Regions from separate parts of the Cydia pomonella genome. Here region 1 is linked to region 2. The links are chromatin contacts, called in public Hi-C maps. All regions are on one chromosome and are shown on one strand. The core of a region is the stretch at or near the end of the contact, and the rest is flanking DNA. Distances in the headings are between cores, read along the strand shown.

Region 1 (5,122 bases), core at 1,698-4,197, 140 kb after region 2:
GAAAAGGTGTTGTGATGCTTTTTGTGACGTCACGCCTTACTGTTTCAATGCTTTTGTGATTACGCTTCTGTCGGTACGTTTAACTCCGTCATAATGACCGTAAATTAAATGTGACTGTTTAAAAAGTCGTATTGCTCAACTTATGTGGTAGCTTATTTTTGGATACATCATTCACGCGGGTAAAACACATAATGTTCAGATGAATATGTTAGTCAATTTATTATAAGTAGGTAGGTAAAAAAGTTGCGATGCTATTCTAATGAGTAATGACGAAATTCACACAAGACATAGGTAATTGTGAAGAAAACTTTTTTTTTTGAGATTCCTGTGGTATAGTTCTAAAGTGTCTAGATCCTAATATGTTACGTACATCTGTCTTCATTAGAGCATGTAGATAAGTATGGGAGATTGCGGATTGAATCAATCTACGTAATAATATTACATCTTAGGAACGCTTGTTAGAATACTTAGAATTAGTGTCTATCATAAGATTGGCTCTGTAGATTTAGGAAATATCCCAATACAAGATCGATAGTTAGGTCGTATGTAGAATACTAAGACCTTATAGGTGGAATAGGTGATAGACGATGGAGTAGTAGGTACCTAGATTGCAGAATATTAACATTCAAACCAAATACCTACATTACTCACATATTTGATAGGCAGTATAGGCATGTACTGTAGACTATGTACCCAGGCAGATAAGCTTCAAATAGGTGTAGGTATTTAGGTAAATTAAATACCTACGTAATTAAAAATCATCATCAAATAACAGAAACTATTAAAAATTATACTGTTAGTTTTTATAAGAGGAAATTGAACGGCCTTGAAAACATCCGTGCAAAATACAACCATCCTATTGGCTACAGACTTACCCACCGGTCCATAGGGGACTAGGGCAATCAACTTACTACAGTACAATTACTACAGGATGTAAACAAACTGCAAATACGTACGTAGATACCTACCTACTTAATTAACCGGTGTGCTCAACCTTGAGTTTTAATTCGAAAACAGAAAATAACGAAGTTATTCAAGTTGCATGTATCGTTCTAGACCAATTTACGAGACTGGACGAAAGTGAAAACCTACGCGAGGCCAATTGCACGAAAAAAACAAACACGGTACAAAAATAACACGCTGCATTTTGTTTTATACTTTTTTTATCAAGTTTACCCTGCTGACATTATTAATCTTGAATGGTGACGTTATCAAAAGCGTGATAACGTGGCCTGATTAATGTAGACAATTATGGGGAAATGACACCCATATGCTACAGAGTACTGATAAACCGGGGGGTGTTGTTTTTGTATAACGAGCTTTTTAACTAACCTGCTATCCTGAGCACAGCTCTATCCGCCGGATCCAGCTGGAGAATGGACAAAGGCTTGTCCTTCGCCCATTCTTTCAGACTGAAGTCGTTCTCAAATTCCATGTTTTTGTCATCCAAAACACGAAGTCTCGCGCGCACCTTCGCACATACTTGAATCAATCTTACACCACAACACTCAACGAATACACCACATTTTTCATCGATTTATTAACGTTACACACTATTATAAAGTAAACAAAACAATATGTTCATTGTAAAATGAAAATCGATAAACGCAAGCGAGAAGGCAGTAAGTGCGTATCTTGATGAACACTGCCGTGACTTCTACAAACACATTAAAATGACACTTGCTACAAGTAACTAAAGTTTATAAATATGATTAACTAAAAGGAACCTCAATTTGCGAGGACGGAGTAAGACAAATGCTTTTAGGTTATTCTAAATGCCGAGCGTTATACACCGAACCGGCGGGCAGACATGATGCGACTGTTTAGTTCTAAGTTCAAACACATCACGCCGCGTCGCTGCTGTCGCTCAGCTGTTCCAGCGCAGCCGCATTAGTGAGTATAACCCGACTAAATTCAAAAGTCGTTATTATCACAGGTTTACTGCCCAGTTACAAAGCATATTGCATTTACCCGATTATAATGTTTTACTGTATTTTTGAGACCAGTAACGACATCTATTCGCGAATGGCAAACATTGAAACAGGTGCCTAAGAACTGATAAGGTGATAAGATAATAATATTATTGAGAAGATGCGGGGTCACCGAACGGAAAGTAATGAGAAATAATTAAGATTTTTTTAAGTATTATGTTTTACGTACTTGTGTTTCATAATAAATTCAATAAATTCCCCGGAAGGGTAGTAATACATTACTACCTTTTGTGATACTAATTTGTGGTTCCTATCCTAACTATTCCCACGTTCGTTGTTTTTTTAGGGTTCCGTAGCCAAATGGCAAAAAACGGAACCCTTATAGATTCGTCATGTCCGTCTGTCTGTCCGATTATGTCACAGCCACTTTTTTCCGAAACTATAAGAGCTATACTATTCAAACTTGGTAAGTAGATGTAATGAACCGCATTAAGATTTTTACACAAAAATAGAAAAATAACAATAAATTTTGGGGGAACCCCAAACTTAGAAATGAAACTCAAAAAATCTTTTTTCATCAAACCCATACGTGTGGGGTATCTATGGATAGGTCTTTAAAAATGATATTGAGGTTTCTAATATATTTTTTTTCTAAACTGAATAGTTTGTGCGAGAGACACTTCCAAAGTGAAAAAATGTCCCCCCCCTGTAACTTCTAAAATAACAGAATGAAAAATTAAAAAAATATATGATATACATTACCATGCAAACTTCCACCGAAAATTGGTTTGAACGAGATCTAGTAAGTCGTGTTTTTTAATACGTCATAAAGTGTACGGAACCCTTCATGGGCGAGTCCGACTCGCACTTGGCCGTTTTTTTCTTTAACTCTGGTAGACATTTATATATTTTTGTGTAAGTCGTGACTTGTAGCTAGGTATGAATATGAAATAGTGAAAATAATCTGCTCAAAAAATTCTAAAGTGAACAAAATATACATAACAAAATATATAAAATGGTTTTGGAACATCTTCAAACTAAACATTTCAATTTGAAAATTCATTTTAAAAAAATTTGAAACTCACGTAATATGCAGGAAATCCTAGAATTTTAACACCATGATAGCACAGAGAAACACTTTTCATTTTTGGAATATGCCTTAAAATAGGTAAAACGTAGTAAAAATAATTACAAGATACGCAAAAGTTAGATAAAATAAAAACAAATGACGAAAACGAAACGATTAAATTTTTCCCGCTTCTATCATGTAACTGGCCAAAAATGAAAATGCATCTATAATAAAAGGCAAAATGTACATTATCCACGCGTGTAAAACGGTGTCTTAAATAGTTCGGACTCGGTAACTATGGCAACCGAATGTCAAAATACCGATGTTTACTATTACTACAAGGGTAGAAAATCAAAGCTAACTCAAATGGAAATAATGAATATGCTATATACAAAAAGAATCACCTCTTTCATGAGTTTAAAAAAAAAGACTGAATCTGAATAGTGCCTATGATTTAATAGTACAAACCAGTTATTATACAGTGAAAAGTTTTGTCAATACATTGTTCGCGTGTAAGTATTGAACTTTTGTGACCTACTTATTTTACATAAATACGTGACCTACAAATTATCCGGAACACGCAAATCTTTTCAGCATTGTCTTCGCCGGAACAAATACCAGAACTCTTTCCTTTGTTGTGTTAATATTCAATATGGGTGCTAAGATTTCGCTTCTCGAAACTAGGTGACGATGGAAGATGGTTTTTATCAAAGTCCAAAGGTAAATTCCTTTTTTATTACGAAGTTCTGTATGACTGGTTCCAAGCTATAATGTTTACATATAACATACTTGAATTAATTGAACAAAAAGATCATTATGTTTGCATGTCTATTGAAATCATGTTTTTTGTTACTCTTTATTATGGTTATAAGCAAATTTGTGTCTTTAAATTACATAGAGCAGTTAATGAGTTACTTTATTTGACCTCGATAAGTACATATTAATGTACTAGTTGGATGTTTACAGTGGTTATACTTGTTATCATTATTCCCTGACACCATTTCCCATAATTTTAATCAGTATGGTGACTAGCCTATGAACACTTCTACAAAATTGCTAGCATCAGCAGCTTTCTCTGACTTGAAGTTCTGAGCTGTTTGCTAAACATTAGCCCATTTCATAATGGAGACTTTATACATACTATTCACAAACTAAAATCATGTGAATCAATGTCTGGGTCAAACTTTGTATCTTTAGAATGGTATCATTGGTTGACCAACTGATAAAATACACAAGATGTTTTGTATAGGTACATTATTATAAATTATATAATTTTGTCTGTCACATATGTGTCTATAGACCATATTTTTTTAAACTCTTTTAATTTAAAAGGTGCATTCCTGAGCTTAAATTATTTCTCAAAGGTATTCTAATGAACTCCATTTTGAAATGCTCATTAATTTATTTATAAATTTTATATTAAAGGAAGAAATGGAAAAAGTTATGCTTCCGGCAGGACTTGAACCCGCAACCTCCGCAATCCGTGCATTTGCTCTTAACCAGGTTTCATATTTGGAGTATAGGTCGTAGACGTATCTGCTTGTTATAAAATTAATTAGAATTTAAGAAGGAGGCTGGCTCAACTGGACTCGGCTGGGAAGAGCTGGAAGTAGCCACCCAGGATTGCGCCAAATGGAAAATTCTTCTGCGAGTCCTATGTCCCTAATGAGGGATAACAGAATTACATCATCATCATAAAATTAATAAATGTATATCCGATAAGGCCCCTACGAATGTGTGCACTTGCCTTATGGCATGTTTATATATATTGATTAGTGTTTCATCTCAAATGATCTTGGATGATCATGTTTGAAGTTTTATTGATATGTTTGCAATTGTTTGGTAGAGTTAAACATAATGTCAGTATTATAACTTTATATGCAGCATTTAATTACTTTTTATGAAAATAAAAAATAATACTTAACAATAATTATGACATTTTGTTTCCTTAAATGTACTTAGCCGTATCCAAAGTTAACAGAGTTTAAAAAAACATGGTGTATATTAAAGTTATTACATGTATTATTCTAAAATCATCAATGCTCTTAGTCAACATTGCTGTTAGCTCTCATTTCACATCTTTACAGACATCGTCAATACAAAGAAAGTCCAAGAAATGTTT
Region 2 (5,645 bases), core at 2,849-5,348:
TTGCACAAAGAGGCGCTTGCTGCTGCCTCCTTCTTTTACGAATCTGTACATTGACATTTTCGATTCGTTCTCGCCTTCACAGGCGTAATTTTATCATCGCTCGCAGACTACAATAAATATGGAATTAAAAAATCGATACGCATATTCTATAATAAAACCGGTGACAACTTTAGACAAGCTCATTTCTCTCCTCGTCAATAAGTGGGAATTTTAGACAAAGATCTTGAAAGTGAATTGTAAATGTTGAAATTGAAAGGCGTGACTTTAGTTGACGGATTAGGCGGCCATAGGTGCGCGGGCGCCGAATATGGTGCGACCCTTCCGGCGGACGTCACATGCCTGCGACGGAGCTATTTGGCATGTAAAGAACAGGCGAGTAGCGAGTCAAACCTGAGCAAAGATAAATGTTTAGCAACAGGTTGTTTGAGTTAAAAGGGAAATGTAAGAAACGCCAGGGAAATATATTACTAACCTAACCATCAAATCTGACATCATTGTATATTCGCTTCAATTGTTGTTTACTCTGAGAGTACGTCTGAATGTCTGTCAAGTTTGACCAGTTTGACAGCACTGGCTCCCCTCGAATAACTGGCTAACCTAACAAGGGCCCATGAAAATGTTGAGCTATAATGCCATTGAGTGTCAGATTCGAAGTTAACTTTCTGACAAGGCACTAATTTAGCAAAAGTATGGTATAAATATCAATGAAAGATCAAAGGGAAAGATTGGAAATTATGAACGCACATTTGTGGCAAATGAGGTAAACCTTGACCGAAATACGAGAGCAAACACATGAATAAACATGTTGACATAATTGGAGATCAAGTATGCGGCGCCAATACATGGTTTGAATACATTAGGAACCATATGCTTCCGATGTGTGACATAAAACAGTTGATACGCTGAAATTTGACAAGGTAATCCAGCTATTAGACACACCCTAGATTTTACAACTATGAAGTGTCATAGAAGTGCACCTTTATATAGAGTAGAGTATCTTCGAACAAAGGTACGCAAGCTAAAAACAAGAAATAAGTAATAATATGTACAACACATGTCTACATGTGTTGTGATGTGTACAGATAGCCTGGATTAGTAGAGAGATTCCTGAATGTTCGGAGATTGGTTACTATCATGATTTCTATGCTGTGTTTCTAGTAGGTATGTTGGATTGGTTAAGCATACAGTTATGCAAGAGGTGGACTTGCTAATTGCGCCTGCGTTGCATACGAGCAACCTAAGATGCAAACAACTTGGCGATAACTACTATCTTTGCAGTTTTTGATTCTACCTTTATATTCCTTTTGTTTAGGGTGTCAAAGCTACCCTATATGTAGACAGATATCAAAATCTGCAAATGCCAATTTTTCTCTAGTCATCATCTACCAAAGGTTCTTTTTAGAACATGAGTTATTTGACAAGGTTATAATCGTCATTATCATTAATCTTTATTTCATTAAACATTTTAAATAGGCGCATTACATCTTCGTAACTTAACCTTCCTTATATAATTAAGCTTCAATTTTTTTCTTGGTTTTCGAACTGAGAATTTCGAACGCCTTGAATTCCTGCGGCCTTTTTTCGCATTAGAACATTATCGAAATAATGCAAATGATTGAGGTATTGGCGTGTGGGCTCCGATTGCGGGGGTAGAGTCAATGGTGACGCCTACGACGGGCCTTGCGACTCCTTCTATGGGTACTTGTAATTGTCAGTATTTTTACTGTTGGAATGCGAAGCTAAACTAGATTCATGCCTACATACAAATGCTCCCTTGCAAAAGCACCTGGACCTATCGTGACTATTATTACGATATGAATACAAAAAATAAATACATAAAGATATGCCATGGTATGTTTTCATAACAATCAATTTCATTTACTCCGCTTCTTTCCTGCCTGAACCAGATTTGTAAAAAACAACATTTTCCTCGAATCCTCAATTGAAAAAATGTTAAAGTTTGTGATTAAGCCAGATATAACCATAAATCAGGTTCTTTGGTGGCGAGCAAAAGATGTAATGCGTCATGCGTTGTAAGAAGTTACGCTAACGGAAAAGGAGGGCGCTTTGAACCGAATGTCACATATATCCTGTGACGCATCATGCAAGCATACGTGAAAATCAAGTTAAAGTCACGAATTAAGATATTAAACACTTTACAGATTATTCCTTAGATGTCGGTTATAAATCTTGAACGTGTTTAGGTTATAAAAAAAAGAAGGATAAATGTTTTCCGCAATAAAGGATTTGTATATATCGTATACATTTCAGTTAAACAAATCTACTAAGGTCTTGATGAATTTACAAATACTGCATACAGGGCGTAACAGAAATAGTGGGGATCCGTTCGGTATCGAATTCGAATCAGGAAAGAGTAGTAAAAAATTTTTTTTCCCGTAAAACTTTTTGGCCTTTGTATGGAGGTTGACCGACTTGAACGACCTGTCCAAGATAAAAAAAAACTTTGATCAGAACACGATACACCTTGTATGAGAAATACGTTTGTTTATTACAAATATGTGCTCAGTATTAATAATGATCCTTAATTAAACAAGTAAACTAATACCCTATATTTACCTATTCGATGCTTCAAAACAATTTGCTTTTAACTTTAAACCGGTCTCCGATCAAAAATATTAAACGCATGTTGTATTGGAATGTTTATGGAAAAAGTGATGTCACTTCTAGGTGTAAAAAACGATTAAAAAAAAATATGTTCACCTGTATGTGTATTAGATTTGCCATCTGCATAAGTTCAGCTAACAGTTTGCAATTTTTATAAGTCATATATAATTGTCAGGCTAATATGTTTGGATTTTATTTTTTTCATGTTTGTTATTGTTGTTTTATTTATTTAAATTGGGACAAAACAAAAGGCTTTAGGTCTTTACCTAGGTTGTCTAATTTATGGGGCAAATTACACATCTAATAACATTGATTGGTAAATATTAGTAAACATATTCTTCCTATGAGAACTACTTGTGAGAGAATCGTAGATATATTAACTATATCTCTTTTCTACACATAGGTATTATAATTTAATCTATTCATATTTTTGTTTGAAAACAACCCGCAACAATAGGCTGACATGATTGTGGCGTTAATGAATAATCTTTGGTATCCACCATTGACAAATGTACTAAATGTATGAAGTCTAGCACAGCGCATACGCCTTTTTGCTACAATGCGTCTACTTTGCTCTTTGCATGCTCCGGCACATACGTTACGTCAAACGCTTAGACAATGCAGTCCTTGTATGTGGGCAATAAAAATTTACTTGCCTAATTAAAAGGAGTTAACGTAGAATTTGTTAAAGCTATTCTACATTTGATCGTTATAAGTATAGTGGGAATTTATCGTTGTCGTGAAGTGGGTCGTGGGTGGGTGTTAAATGTCTCTATGAAATATCTAATAAATTGGCTATCCTTTAAAGATGTTTAGCTATAACTAGTTTCAAGAGGAAATACTACATTTGCGTGTGTGTACAGTAAGTACATGTAACAAGTATTGTAAGTGTAATGAAATTAATAATTTCCAATTATAACCATACTCGTGGACTTGGAAGAGCCTGAGGTTTAATTAATTTGCCTTTATAATTATATATTCAGTCAGAATATTAATTTCCTATGGAAAATCCACGCCAAACAATCGACTCTAAATCTAAACCGAACTCCTAAACCGTTAAAGTTGTCACCGGCATAAAAATCGCGTATCGAATCCACCAATCACGTCACTAAATAAAAAACAAAAACACACCACAATTTTTTTTTTCAAATCACTGGTTAGTAATTAGTCGTGTTAGTTAACGTTCGTTTCGTTTCGTATGTGTTTGAGTTGGGACGGACGCGGCGCGTGCGAGTCGAGCGCGGGTTGACAGGTGACTGGCGTGCTGTGCTGGTGCGCCGGCGCAGGCCAGCGTGACGGACGGTGGCGTATGAGGGTTTGTTATTAAACAATTTGACTTATTTTATGGGGATTTTTAACTAGATCATATTATTGCAACAATGGCTAATATATTGATCGCGAATGGCTCTCAGTCGCTTGATGATTGCAATTTTCCATCTTAAGTACGTCACTAATATGGGATAAGATTTATGAATGAACTATCAATTACACATTAAAATTTTGCGATGAAGTCATTTCTACGAGTCGTTCAACATTGTGTATTCACTATACAAATGTTTAAATACTATGTGTGATGAGCATGGGTAAATCAATCATGGAAGATGATTAATAAATTGTAAATATTCACATCCATATTCCGTTCCGTTTCGTTTTGTATGACTTAGTACTCAATCGGTTTTGAATAACAATGACACGTCATTTAGCTACAATCAGCATTGTTATGTTGCAAACATGATTTTTGACTTTTGCAATGGATTCGTGACTTAGTTTTGTTTGACCTCATGATAGAATTTAAATAAGTATAGGATTACAAGTATAATACACAATAGAAATTCCACGGCAAATATGTCAGCAGCGCCAATGCCAACTTTCTAAATGGCACCATCTGGTGACTTTTGGCGGGCTATCTTCACGAGCTTGGAGCTGACGAGCATAAATTGTAAAGCTATACGATTGAGATGAAAGCGAAAGATTTTCTCAGTTTTCAACCGACTTCTCAGACGACGCATAGAGCTTTCTCTCATATATTTTTCTTTATTGGACGTGCTATGTGAGTCCTTTGCTGTTTTTGCAATGGTTTTCAAAGTTAATTAATAGGTTAAATTAAGGTATCATTTGAAACTAAGGTTTACTTCCAAGCTAGTATAGGCTTAATCTTGATTTCATCACGCGATAGACTTCTTCGGAACCTTTATACTATTGTCATTGCAGTTTAAGTCCACATTCCATACAAACATACCGACATGCACCCACACGTCGTATAATGTATTTCATGAACTCGTCAGCTAAGATAATTAAATAATATAGTACAATACCATATAGATAATATGTAATACATTTTAGACCGCCCATATGCCCACTCGCTAAATAAGAAGTAAACAAGCTCGGCGTGGGTTGTACCTGGTCACACCTGTCGAGAATCGAGCGATTTCTTCCTGATACTTACTTCCTAACTGTCTGACATTCGAGGAACATATACGTAGCTTTAATATCGAGTTACATAGTAACTGAAAGCAATAATCTTAACATAAATCAAATGGCCTCAATAGCATGTGGAAGTAAGAATTTTTTTACACGACGTTAACATTCCATAAAAGGATTGCCGCCTAGAATTAAATTTTATAATCAAGAGTATATGTATGCTGTTCAACCTTATTATAACAACATGATGATCTAATAACCAGAAATTAATGTGAACATAAATTAGGTTGCGTTGTTTTACCAGTGAGTTCCTATGGCTACCTCCTGTCTCCATCGTCAGATCAGCTTGATGCTACCATAATATCGCATTGTCACCCGACTTACATATGTATGCAAATTTTCAGCTTCATAGAAAACCGGGAAGTGGGTCAAATTTAACTTGCAAGATTTGTCCAATACAGGTTATACAGGGCAATTTAAATAAAAGCTTGTAAAAAAAAGACATGACTGTGACCATTTATACAGGGATTCTGCGCAGCGGTATTGATATATTATACGGGATAAAAACGGGACGGGAAAAAATACGGGACGCGGTACTT

What was found. Hi-C and Micro-C count contacts between places; a contact is called where the count stands out from the background.
Region 1: a contact with region 2 is called in a Hi-C map of whole body, with 2.6 times the contacts expected there. The contact joins the promoter of LOC133530097 here to the promoter of LOC133530438 in region 2. A contact is called at or near these places in 2 of 2 Hi-C or Micro-C datasets (both in whole body).

Annotation. Positions count from the first base shown.
Region 1 is chr22:12,080,351-12,085,472 of ilCydPomo1, forward strand. LOC133530097 (protein Cep89 homolog) reads left to right here and starts at 2,948. Exons shown (of 14, transcript XM_061867929.1): 1 at 2,948-3,512; 2 at 3,595-3,720; 3 at 5,088-5,122. The coding sequence starts at 3,691.
Region 2 is chr22:11,943,630-11,949,274 of ilCydPomo1, forward strand. It overlaps LOC133530438 (microtubule-actin cross-linking factor 1, isoforms 1/2/3/4/5-like), which reads right to left and starts at 4,099. Exons shown (of 106, transcript XM_061868349.1): 1 at 3,757-4,099; 2 at 1-107. The coding sequence starts at 57.